Regions from separate parts of the Mus musculus genome. Here regions 2 and 3 are each linked to region 1. A link is a contact called in public ChIA-PET and HiChIP or PLAC-seq data. All regions are on one chromosome and are shown on one strand. Each heading gives the region's core, a stretch centred on a gene start, on an enhancer-like site or on the middle of the called end of the contact. The rest is flanking DNA. Distances are from core to core; before and after follow the strand shown.

Region 1 (3,528 bases), core at 365-2,864:
CTCACTGTGACTCGGTAAAAGAAAGGGAGCTGCTATCCACATCTCTCCCTCAAGCTAAAAAATAAAAAAATTTCTTTTCTGTTCTTTCTCTTTTGTGCTGCCTAGCTGTCGACAAAGAGTTTTCGAGAAAGATAAATGTTGTGTCTCTGTAAAGACAGAAGTAACACAAGAGGCAGGAAGGTGGAGCCTTTCGGAGGTAGAGCTAACAGCTTGCTTCTTGAATATTTTATGACCTAGGTATTAGAATGAGGCTTCTGAAGCAGGAACACGGAGATCTAGGAACAAAAGAGGGGGACTGAGAGAACAGATTGAAATTTCTTAAAAATATGAAAGGATCTTAATGTTGTACGAGAGAGTGGATTGGTGTCCCAGCAGGTTGCTCCTAGTAAGGGCTCTAAAAGCGTAATGATTTATTGATTGGATCTGCACTAATGACATGCCGTGATTATGCATGGGTAAATAAAAAGGCTGATTTATGAGGGTGCATTCGGATCTTTCAGATACAGTTGGTCCAAGTCTACAGTTTGAAAATAAATGAAGGAAATTATCTGGGTATTCCAGGGGAAGAATCCTCCCACACAGATTTGAAGACGGGGTAGAGTGTTAGCTGAAGAGGAGGAAGGGGGTGCTTTGTGTGTGGGGGGGGTGCGGGAGGGAGACGGTGGCATTCTAGAGAGTTGAAGATGAATCAGAGAAAGGAAGTAGTTCTGTTAAGAAATAGCCCCTGCTTCCTAAGAGGAAGAAAAATAGACTTCCGAGTGCTGCTAAACAGCGATGTTTACTTTTAAAAAATGAAGAAAAAAGGCATTATAAGCAATTGTCTTGTTAAAGCAGCTACATGAGGAGCGTGTGTAAGGAAATCGGGCTTTTCATTATAGGTAGATTTTTTTTAAAGCCCCGAAGAGGAAAGATGAAGAGAAGCAATGTTATCCACCGGCGCCCTTGCTGCCTTTCAGACAGCGGCCCAGAGAAGCTAGAAGCCTCATTGAACAGGGCGTTTGTCTCATGAAAAAGACCTGTCTTTATTTCTTTCAGGATATAAAACTTGTGTTTAAATCAATTCAGAGAAGCATTCTGACTTTAAACATGCGCGAGTGGGGAGAACCCGTTTAATGAAACAGCATTATTTCATTTTCAAAAAATGATCCCGGCAGTAGCTGCAAGTTAAGATTCTTCATTCTCTCCCTCGATTATAATTATAGCAGAGTTGAAAGGAAGCGTGCCTATTACTGTCATATGTATTCTTCTGACAGGTGTTGTGGGACTGTAATTTGATCAAGTGACTCGAAATGAAGACTCCCTTCCAAACATAATTCCTGTCATCAACATAACAACAGGAAGGACACGTCCTTCAAGAAGACGTTTCACAGATCTTGAGCACCCCTAATATTCTCCATTCGTGGGAATATGAAGAAGAGCTTGCCATCAGAGTTTGTATCCAAGGTTGTAAGGGAGACAAGGAAAAGCGGGCCGTGGTTCCAGCCAACTGGGCGGGGTCGGATCAGGAAGCCCGCACCCAGTAGGACCCCGAGTCCCGCGGATGGCCGGCAGAGGGCGCTAGGGTACCAGGCGGGGGCGGGGCTGCGCTTGCTTCTGCCGCGCAGGCGCAATCGTGTCGCTCGCGGTGTCTCCAGTTGGCGTCCGCCGGGAAGGCGGGTGAGCCGCGCTGCGCGGGCCCTTGGGCGGGGACTCGGGGGGCGGCAGGGGCGGGCTGGGGATTACCGAGGCTGCCTGCAGGGCCGGGATATGTGGAAGCCCTGGGGGCGATCTGCGGGCTCTCCAGGCTTTCCCCTAGTGCCAGCGACACCTGTCGCAGCCATAGTTGCCGCGCCGCGGAGGAGCGTGGGAGGCCGGGATGCGGTGTCGGAGGACACGGGGAGCCAGGTCTCTGCCATGTGCTGCTGGCATCTGCACTCGGCTGGAGCAGCCTCCGTTCTATGGTTTTCAAAGAGGAGACGTGCTACTCTCACTCGGTCTGCAGGAACACCCTGTTACCAGGAGTATCTGGAATAATTTTGGTCTTTGCAATATGTAACCCTATCTGGCCTTGAACTCGTAATCCCCCTGCCCCAACTTCCCAGTAGTACTGTGATTCCCGGCCAGTGCTAAAGTGCACACGTTTAATAACATTTAGAATGTGCGCAGATGTGCATCTATGGCCACTGTTGATTTTAGAACATTTACCTTGAAAGAAAACCATCTACATTTGCTGGCAAAACCCCTCTCCAGTCTCGTCCTTTCTCTTTGCGCTAGGCAACCACTTAGCTGATTTCCATAGATTTTGTTAGTTCTGAACATTTCACAGAAATGGAATCAATCATATGCAGCCCCGGTTATTGGTTTCCTGCGTCTTTTATGCCTCATTCAAAGCACGCACGTGGTAGCATATGTAAGTGCTTCATTCGCTTTATTACAGAATAATTTTCCAATGTTTGCCTGGATCAGATTTTATCTCCCCATGTGCCCAGTGATGGCCCTTGGGACTCATTTGAAGTCCTTACTCTTACATACCTGTCTTCTGGGTATAAGGTGGGGGTGGGGGTGGGGGTGGGCCAAAGAAAGGGAAGGATAAAGTGTATATCCTTGGGTGGCACGTGGGATTTGGCCAGGAAGAAAGAGACTGATTAGCTTAGCTGCTAACTAGGAGCTAGGAACAGCTCCGTGGTAAAAAGGTTGCCAGGCATCGTCAAGCCCCAGGATTCATTTCCAGCATCCCCACCTCCCACAGGGATGGACCAAAAACTGGTTCTGAAGGGTGTGCCGGTGGGAATGTAGGGAGGCTGGCCTGACCTTGGCTGTGTGGGAGAGGGACGAGGGGAGGCAGGATTGCTGGAAGAACATAAATATGCCAGATGGAGCCCTAGGGTGGGCGGGGGCAGGGAGCTAACCATTCCTATTTTCAACTTTCTCCATCATGAAGATTAATTGCGTATTTAAAAAAAATGGCTGGTGCAGGCTTAATTTAGCTTTTATCAGTACTCAATTGGGCATAATTTCGGGTTATTTTCTGCAGTTCCATTATCTTTTTAAATGTATGACTCTTTTTCCAATTATTTTTAGGTGACCCGTGTTAGGACACAGGTTAGTGATAACGACAGTGAGCTTACCTGTGATTGGGTCTTTTCTTCTTAGCACCTGTGCCAGCATTGTCACCTGGCACCCAGGAAGTTCCCTTTATGCCCCCCGCCCCCACCAATAGGTCATGTTCTTTAAGCTTTATAAACTGGTTTTGTTTCAGTTTTTTTTTTAAAGATTTATTTATTATGTGTAAGTACACTGTAGTTGTCTTCAGACACACCAGAAGAGGGCATCCAGTCTTGGGACAGATGGTTGTGAGCCACCATGTGGTTGCTGGGATTTGAACTCAGGACCTCTGGAAGATCAGTCAGCGCTCTTAACTGCTGAGCCATCTCTCCAGCCCCTTGTTTAAGTTTTGAGACAGGCAGGATCTTGGATAGCCCAGGCTGACCTCGAGCTTATTATGTAGCCTAGACTGGACCTTGAACCCAGGCTTCCTGCTTCTACCTC
Region 2 (3,548 bases), core at 475-2,974, 320 kb after region 1:
AAAACAATAATAATAGCCAGCACTGTTTGGAGTCTCCCAATGTCCCTGGCTTCATGGCTTTTATGAAAATACAACTAAGGGAGAGTCACCCTGAGCATTTTGGATCAAACAAGGATTCAGGCTTGTGGTGCGAGAGGAGGGAGGGCTGGTCTTGTAATAATTACAGCAATCATCAGCTGGCTCTAGGACAGCTGGCAGATGCAATTAGCAATTGTGTGTGTGTGTGTGTGTGTGTGTGTGTGAGAGAGAGAGAGAGAGAGAGAGAGAGAGAGAGAGGAGAGAGAAAGGGTATTATGTATCTAACAAGACATCCTCAGACCTACAGAAACCAAATGTGGCAATGCCAGGGAAAGGCCCTTCTTAGGGAAAGAGTTACTAAATAACCCCTTCACTTTCAAAGGTCTTCCAGTCTCTGGGCAAAAGCAAGTTGGGAAGGCACTAGTTTCCCCCCCAATGTGTAAGGGGGTGGGGGAGCGTCCCCTTCTGAAATGCCAACCACCTTTCTGGCTGGTTCTTCCAAATCGTTTTAATGCTGCACTTCCCAACTGTATAATTTGAGAGAAGAGAGCTCACACATCTTGTTTCCTCATTGCACTCCAGGTTATCTCTGTCAGCAACCCCCTTAAGTAGCCTGTTCTTACCAAAGGTTCCCTTCCCCAGTATAATCCTTCCTAGGCCAAAGCTCAGTGTTTGGGGTGGAGTAGGGAAGTCAAAGGGTAATTTCATTTTAAGCAGTGAACCGCTGTGACATCTCCAAAGACAAGCACCCCAACGCCTGAACAGCAAAAATGCTGTTTCAGCAAACACTTTTTGAAAAGCGGCAGAGACCTGGTGGAAAGGAAAGAAACGGACAACAAGGAGAGTGGGGAGTGAGGGGAAAGTCAGTGCCACCGATCGATCGACGCTCACACTTCAAGGGACGTCCCCCACATCGCCCCAGCCCACGCTACCGGACTTAAAGCACACGGAGAAAAGACCGGCGCGTGATTCAGTGGGACAATGACTACTGTGGGCACTGGAAATAGGGTGAAGGCGGAAAGGGGTTTGCAGTGGGGTGCCCTGTGCATCCTACTCGGCACGCTGGTCTTCGAGACTCGATCCAGTTCCACGCTAACACCCCCCTCCCCTAAATTCTTCCAAAGTGAGAGCTGGTCGTAGGTCCTCACGCTGCCGCATCAGAGAGCTCGGGAAAGGGAGGAAGACTCCAGCCAGCAACCCCGCTGCAGGATGCAACTCGGGAAGGAAAGCAGTGGGGCGGCTCCCGGGCCACCGCCGGGTCCGGACGTGGGGCGCAACGGCCCCTTACCTCTAGGGTCCGGATCTCCTGCTGTGTGAGGTCGTTAGACACTGAGCACTTGGTGCGCAGCCCGCGCAGACTGCCGATGGAGATATCGATGAGCTTCTGCAGCTGGCCGCACTGCTGCAGCGCCCGGCTGACGGCGGCCCCTGCGCCCCCGTCCGCCGCGGCGCCCCCGCCGCCGCCCTCCTTTTTCTCGCCCATCGCTGCCGCGCGCAACGCCGCTCTATCCATGCCTCGGCATCGGGGCCGCTGGGGGCCGAGGCGAGGAGCCCGGGGACACGGGCGCCTCGGCAGGAAAGCCCCGAGCCAGGAAGGCTGCACTAGGAGCGCCCCTTGGCGCCGCCTAAGCCTGCAGTCCCGAAAGCCTGCTGCCCAGTCCGCTCCTCCTCCCGCCCAGACGCGGCGGCAAAGCGAAAGCCTCCACTACCCGACGGCTGTGGTTGTTGGAGCCTTTAAGCGACAGCGGGGGCCGGATCGGGGCCGCGACGCATTCTGGGACTTGTAGTCCGCGCATCGCATCTGCTTTCTGGCCCGCGCCCTCGGGGCCCCGCCCGCACTTCGGCCCCGCCTGACGTCTAGAAGGGGCTGCTCTGCGCCTGCTCCAATTCGTGCGCGTCGTGGTCTAGGGAGTTTGATTCCTTTACCCCCATCTCCCACTACTACACCCTTCTCACACACGCAAGCGCACACACATCAGTAGCTTTCCGAGACTGGCGAATGGGGTGGGGAAGGGGCTGATGGCTCAGACCCAGATAACCCCTGTCTTGTAGGATATTGAGGGTCCTAAAATTTTTGTATGAGTTTAGGGGTTACCATGTATGGGAATGCGCTAAAAGTGTAGCTCAGCGGCAGAACATTTGCCAGGCAAACACAAAGCCCTAGGTTTGATTCCCCAACACTATCAAAAGAAAAGAAAAAGAAACACCCACCTTCATCAAAATCTCACAACACCCGACGAGGCTGTGTTTGTGTTCACATAGAGCTTGACCCTGAATTGTCACACCAAAGTTACTGTGCAGGCAAGGAGAAAGGACTTTCTTCTGTGTTCTATTTACTCAACAAAATAAATTTAGTGCCCCCCATACCCTGTAGATGCCACATGGGCAAAATATTAATTTGTTGAACAGTTCTAAGAGTTTCGAGCCAGAGAGAACCTGGGTCTACCCAGTATGTGAACTTGGACAAATAGCTTTCCTCTGAGTGCCCAAGTTTCCCCTTCACATCAAATAGGGTAGTCATAGCCATCTAGTCTAGAGGGTTTCTTTAAAAAAGTTATGTTTCTAACAGCACCCATATTAACTGCTGGCATGTGCGATCAAGTATACATGCTAGCTCCTTTCTAACTTCACACTATCTAGATGAGACCCTGAGCCTCAGCAGTCAGTGGTCTTAGCAGTGGTGTTTCCCAGTCTGCCCTAATTTAAGCTTTACCACACCTGCTCATTCTCCTCTCCCATCAGTCCACCTCACATGTTCTAGCAATAAAAATGAAGTGAAAATGAGCCAGGTGGCAGTGGCACTCTGGAAGCAGAGGCAGGAGAATCTCTGTGAGTTCCAGGCCAGCCTGGTCTACAGAGCAAGTTCCAAGACAGCCAGGGCTACACAGAGAAACCCTGTCTCGAAAAAAGAAGTAAAAACTGAAGTCAAGTGTACACACTTTTAATCCCAGCACTCCAGAGGCAGAGGCAGGAGGATCTCTGTGAGTTCAAGACCAATCTGGTCAAATAGTGAATTCAAGACCAGCTTGGGCTACATATATAGTGAGGTCTTGCCTCAAAAACAGTGTTGGGTTAGACAGATAGCTCAGCAGTTAGGAGCGCTCGCTCCTGCAAAGGATGAGGAGTTCTGTGCCCTGCATCCGTGTGATGGATCACAGCCATTTGTAACTCCAGTTCTAGGGATTCTGATGCCTTCTAACCTCTGTGAGCACCAAGTAGTCACATGGCTACACATACATGCATGCAGGCAAAACACTCAGACCCATAAAACAAAATTAATCGAACAGAGCTAAACAAAAAGAATTACTGGGGCTGGCGAGATGGCTCAGTGGTTAAGAGCTCCGACTGCTCTTCCGAAGGTCCCGAGTTCAAATCCCAGCAACCACATGGTGGCTCACAACCATCCGTAATGAAATCTGATGCCCTCTTCTGGGGTTTCTGAAGACAGCTACAGTGTACTTACATATAATAAGTAAATAAATAAATCTTTAAAAAAAAAAAAAAAAAAGAATTACTGATACAGGTAGGTG
Region 3 (3,352 bases), core at 108-2,607, 310 kb before region 1:
ATCTAGACAACTCACAATCTTACTGCCTCAGCCCCTTGGGTTTCAGGTACGTGCCATGCCCAACCTTGTGATCATTTTCTTTCTCTCCTTGTGTTTATTCAATTATTTTTCATTTTACTCAAGATAACTTTCAACTAGGAAAGATTTAGGACAATTCCACCTAAGTATTTTTTAGTGTCATAGAGTGGACTTTAACTGTCAGTCTTCGTTACCAACCCTACCTCACCACTACCAATGGTAGGTTATTTCTGTGAAAATAATAGATCTGTCCTAGTCAGGATTGGGTTGTGATGCTAAACACTCAGCGGACACTGTATTAGAGGATCTTTTTCTAAGATTCTCTTAAGTCTAAATAGTTGATCATCTACCCTTTGCACTTCTGGCCAGGATATGTTAACTCTGGCAAGGTAAGTTACATGCCAGTTTACCCTATTCCCTACCTTAACATAAGTAAATAGGTCTGAAAAGGAGAAATGACTTCTTTACAATGTCTAGAACTACATGCGACTCAATCCAGATCTTTCAATAGTTTTTGTTGTTGTTACCGTTTCCCTACCCTCACCCCTAAACTGGGGCTTGCACCTTTACCTTTGAGATGGAAGGAAAAAAAATCACTTTTTCCAAACACGATATGCTCACTATTGATATATGGCCCTCAAATGGAGAAACTCAACCTGTCAGATAGTACTGGGCTACAATCTCGACTTCCTAAAAAAATTCACATGGACTTAGGTGGCACTAAAAGAGGACTCAACAAAATCTGAAAATACGTTTTGTAACACACTAAGAATTTTCACGGAAGTTAAGATGGAAGTAGTAAACCTGGGGTTTATGAGAAGGCTTTTGGACTGGATATATGAGAACTCGGTAGGCACTCGAGAGTGATGGGGGGAAAATACGCCTCAGAAGGGATTAGATCTGAAAAGAACGCGGCGACTCTTGAATGGGGACCGCTCACTTCTTTCTCTCAGGTGCTGATGCAGATCTCGGATGAGACGGAATGAAACCAGGCGCCGGGGTCCCGTGGCATTATCACTGCCCGCGTGTTTCTTTCCCAGAGCAGCCTCGAGCTGGGCACGCAGCTTCCGGGGGAGCTGCTCCCGTTCCAGTTCTCCGCCAGGACCCAAAGCGCGAACCAGTCGTTCGCCGGCAAGCAAGGAAGACGCCATTTCTGCCTCACGCTCTGATCAGGTGATCCCAAACTCGGACTTCCGCTCACAGGCGCCGGATGTAGCTGGAGGAGCCCACGCGGCCGCGGGGGGCGGGCCCGAGGGGAGGGGCTTAGGCGCGGGGCAGTGTGGGGCGGGGGCGGGACGGCGCCCCGCCGCGGGTCGGGCCCTGTGTCAGCAGCCGAGCGGGCGCTCGGGCGGGACATGGCTGGTTGTGTGGCCCGACGGGCCCTAGCAGTGGGCAGCCGCTGGTGGTCTCGGTCGCTGGCCACGACCCGAGGGTCGAGGCCACTGTGTGCGGTCGGTGGAGCAGGGGGCCTTCCGCCGGTGGCCACAGCGACGACCCGAAGGCATCTGTCGTCCCGGTGAGGGACGGAGAGAGGGGGCCAGGGAGCCGGGCCCAGAATCTAGGGAGCGTTTTCTACCTAGCTACTAAGGAAGCCAGGAGGCCTGACTCTGTTTGGGCAGCCGGAGTGCCACCTGAGAAAGGGTCCCGAGGAGAGAGCCGACACGGGCTGCTTGGGACATGTGCCAAGAGCAAAGAAGGGAGCACTGCCCAGGGCCCTGGCAGTGCAGGGCAGCTCCGAGGGAGAACAAGTAACGCTTCTTAGGCGAATCCTGCCTCCCAGGCTGGGGTCCCCGGCACCTGGAGTGGGCTGCCATTTAATACAACTACAGGGATCCCCGGGCCCTTTTGGGTCAGTGACTCTCAGAAATATGCTATTCTGTGGGAAACAAGTCGATTTAAGTGTCTACCTTTGTGGGTCCTGTTTCCATGTGACCTTGGGGAGACTGATTTTGCCCATGTGACTTGGGAAATAGGGGTTGAGGCTCGGGGGGGGGGGGGCGGTGTAAACAAAGCCTTGTAGGGATCAGACAGGATTGAAAAGTTGGCTATGAAGTTAACATTTCCAAAGTAACATTACAGTGCTTTGATGGATCCATAGCAAAATTAATCCTATTTAAAAGGATAAGTTGATGGAAATGACCTGATAGTGGTTAAGGGAGGTATTTGCTATTTAAGACAAGTAAATGTGAAAAGACACTGGGTGGAGACACGGCAGTGCTAAGTGTACTGTGTGGGGTACCTTTGAGAATCTAGAAATGCTAGGTCCTGAGGTCAGGGTAAAGACTTAGAATTTACAGCACAGTTGAATGTGTAGGATTGGGAGAATCATGCTGTGTAGCCAGATGGGCCCAGAACCTGTTATTTTCCAGCCTTAGCCTTAAGAGCCCTGGGATTACCGATGTGTGGAACCATTTTTGGTTCAGAACAATTCTTCCAAGTAGCAAATGCCAGGCTTAGTGAGTATACTGCCAAGCAGCAGTGGGTAAAAGTAGAGACAGAAGAACTGCTTGCCTCAGAACAAATGCTTTTTGAGCACCTCTTACACACTAGGCATGTCTCTCAGGTCCTTAATGGACTCAAGGCATGCATACCAGGAACTGAAATGCAAAGTTGGAAGGATGGTTAACATGTGGGGGGGGGGGAAGACCCGGAGGGTGGGTGAAGGTGTGCATTGAAACAGGATATGCAAGAATAAGAATGACTTTGGAAATGCTAAGTAAAGATAGAAGGAAGTAAGTTTGGAGTAGTCACACAAAACCCTGGAAGACTGGGAGACCTTCACCATGTAGATGCCCATGGCTGGATCTTAAATGAGGAAAAGCAGCATCCTGGGCCTTGGCTGTCATTGCCCTGACCCTGCAGAGTACTAGGGGGCTTTCTTTGTTCACGTGTCTGATTTTTCCTGGCGAAGGACTGCTGTCTTCTCAGGGTCTCACTTGCTTGTTCTTTTCCTTCCCACTCAGGAACCGTGCAGAGGGCAAAGTGCTGGAGACAGTTGGTGTGTTTGAGGTGCCAAAACAAAATGGAAAATATGAGACTGGGCAGGTAGGTACTGTGCTAGGTCTCCTCTCATTTTCATGGACTATTCTGTTTCTGAATGCAGCTAAGTTTGGTCAGAATATTGAATCTCAGCGGTATTTGTATCTTTTCATTCTTCATCTCTTTGCCCACCGGTCTTAGAGACAGATGCCATCTGCTGAGCTACACCCCAAGTTTCAATCCATCTTCATTTTGACCAAGATAAATTTTGGACTTGTTTTGAGGCAGAGTCTTCTGTGTAGCTTAGTTTAGCCTTGACTCATTCTGTAACCCACGGTGACCTTGACATTGCAAA

The links. ChIA-PET counts read pairs in DNA pulled down with a chosen protein or histone mark. HiChIP or PLAC-seq counts read pairs in DNA pulled down with a chosen protein or histone mark.
Region 2: an RNA polymerase II ChIA-PET map of effector CD8 T cells shows a contact between it and region 1, with 11 read pairs. The contact joins the promoter of Ksr1 here to the promoter of Lyrm9 in region 1. A contact is called at or near these places in 10 of 39 promoter capture datasets (the C10 cell line, HPC-7-derived erythroid cells, frontonasal cranial neural crest and 6 more), 1 of 15 datasets of contacts at CTCF or cohesin (stem cell-derived epiblast-like cells), 1 of 484 Hi-C or Micro-C datasets (nephron progenitors), 7 of 115 datasets of contacts at active chromatin or transcription factors (double positive thymocytes, effector CD8 T cells, embryonic forebrain and 4 more) and 1 of 9 other capture datasets (embryonic stem cells).
Region 3: an H3K4me3 HiChIP or PLAC-seq map of bone marrow-derived macrophages shows a contact between it and region 1, with 6 times the contacts expected there. The contact joins the promoter of Poldip2 here to the promoter of Lyrm9 in region 1. A contact is called at or near these places in 7 of 39 promoter capture datasets (the 3T3-L1 cell line, the C10 cell line, the HPC-7 cell line and 3 more), 4 of 15 datasets of contacts at CTCF or cohesin (CD8 T cells, the NIH/3T3 cell line, large pre-B cells and 1 more), 11 of 484 Hi-C or Micro-C datasets (CD4 T cells, the N1E-115 cell line, bone marrow-derived macrophages and 6 more), 31 of 115 datasets of contacts at active chromatin or transcription factors (the 230-238 cell line, the HPC-7 cell line, the SCID.adh cell line and 20 more) and 4 of 9 other capture datasets (adipose tissue, embryonic stem cells, liver and 1 more).

Annotation. Positions count from the first base shown.
Region 1 is chr11:78,824,981-78,828,508 of GRCm38.p6, forward strand. It overlaps Lyrm9 (LYR motif containing 9), which reads left to right and starts at 1,615. Exons shown (of 4, transcript NM_001076681.2): 1 at 1,615-1,656.
Region 2 is chr11:79,144,749-79,148,296 of GRCm38.p6, forward strand. Ksr1 (kinase suppressor of ras 1) reads right to left here and starts at 1,725. Exons shown (of 19, transcript NM_013571.3): 1 at 1,307-1,725. The coding sequence starts at 1,531.
Region 3 is chr11:78,510,939-78,514,290 of GRCm38.p6, forward strand. It overlaps Poldip2 (polymerase (DNA-directed), delta interacting protein 2), which reads left to right and starts at 1,358. Exons shown (of 11, transcript NM_026389.3): 1 at 1,358-1,534; 2 at 2,982-3,063. The coding sequence starts at 1,374. It overlaps Tmem199 (transmembrane protein 199), which reads right to left and starts at 1,230. Exons shown (of 6, transcript NM_199199.3): 1 at 959-1,230. The coding sequence starts at 1,169.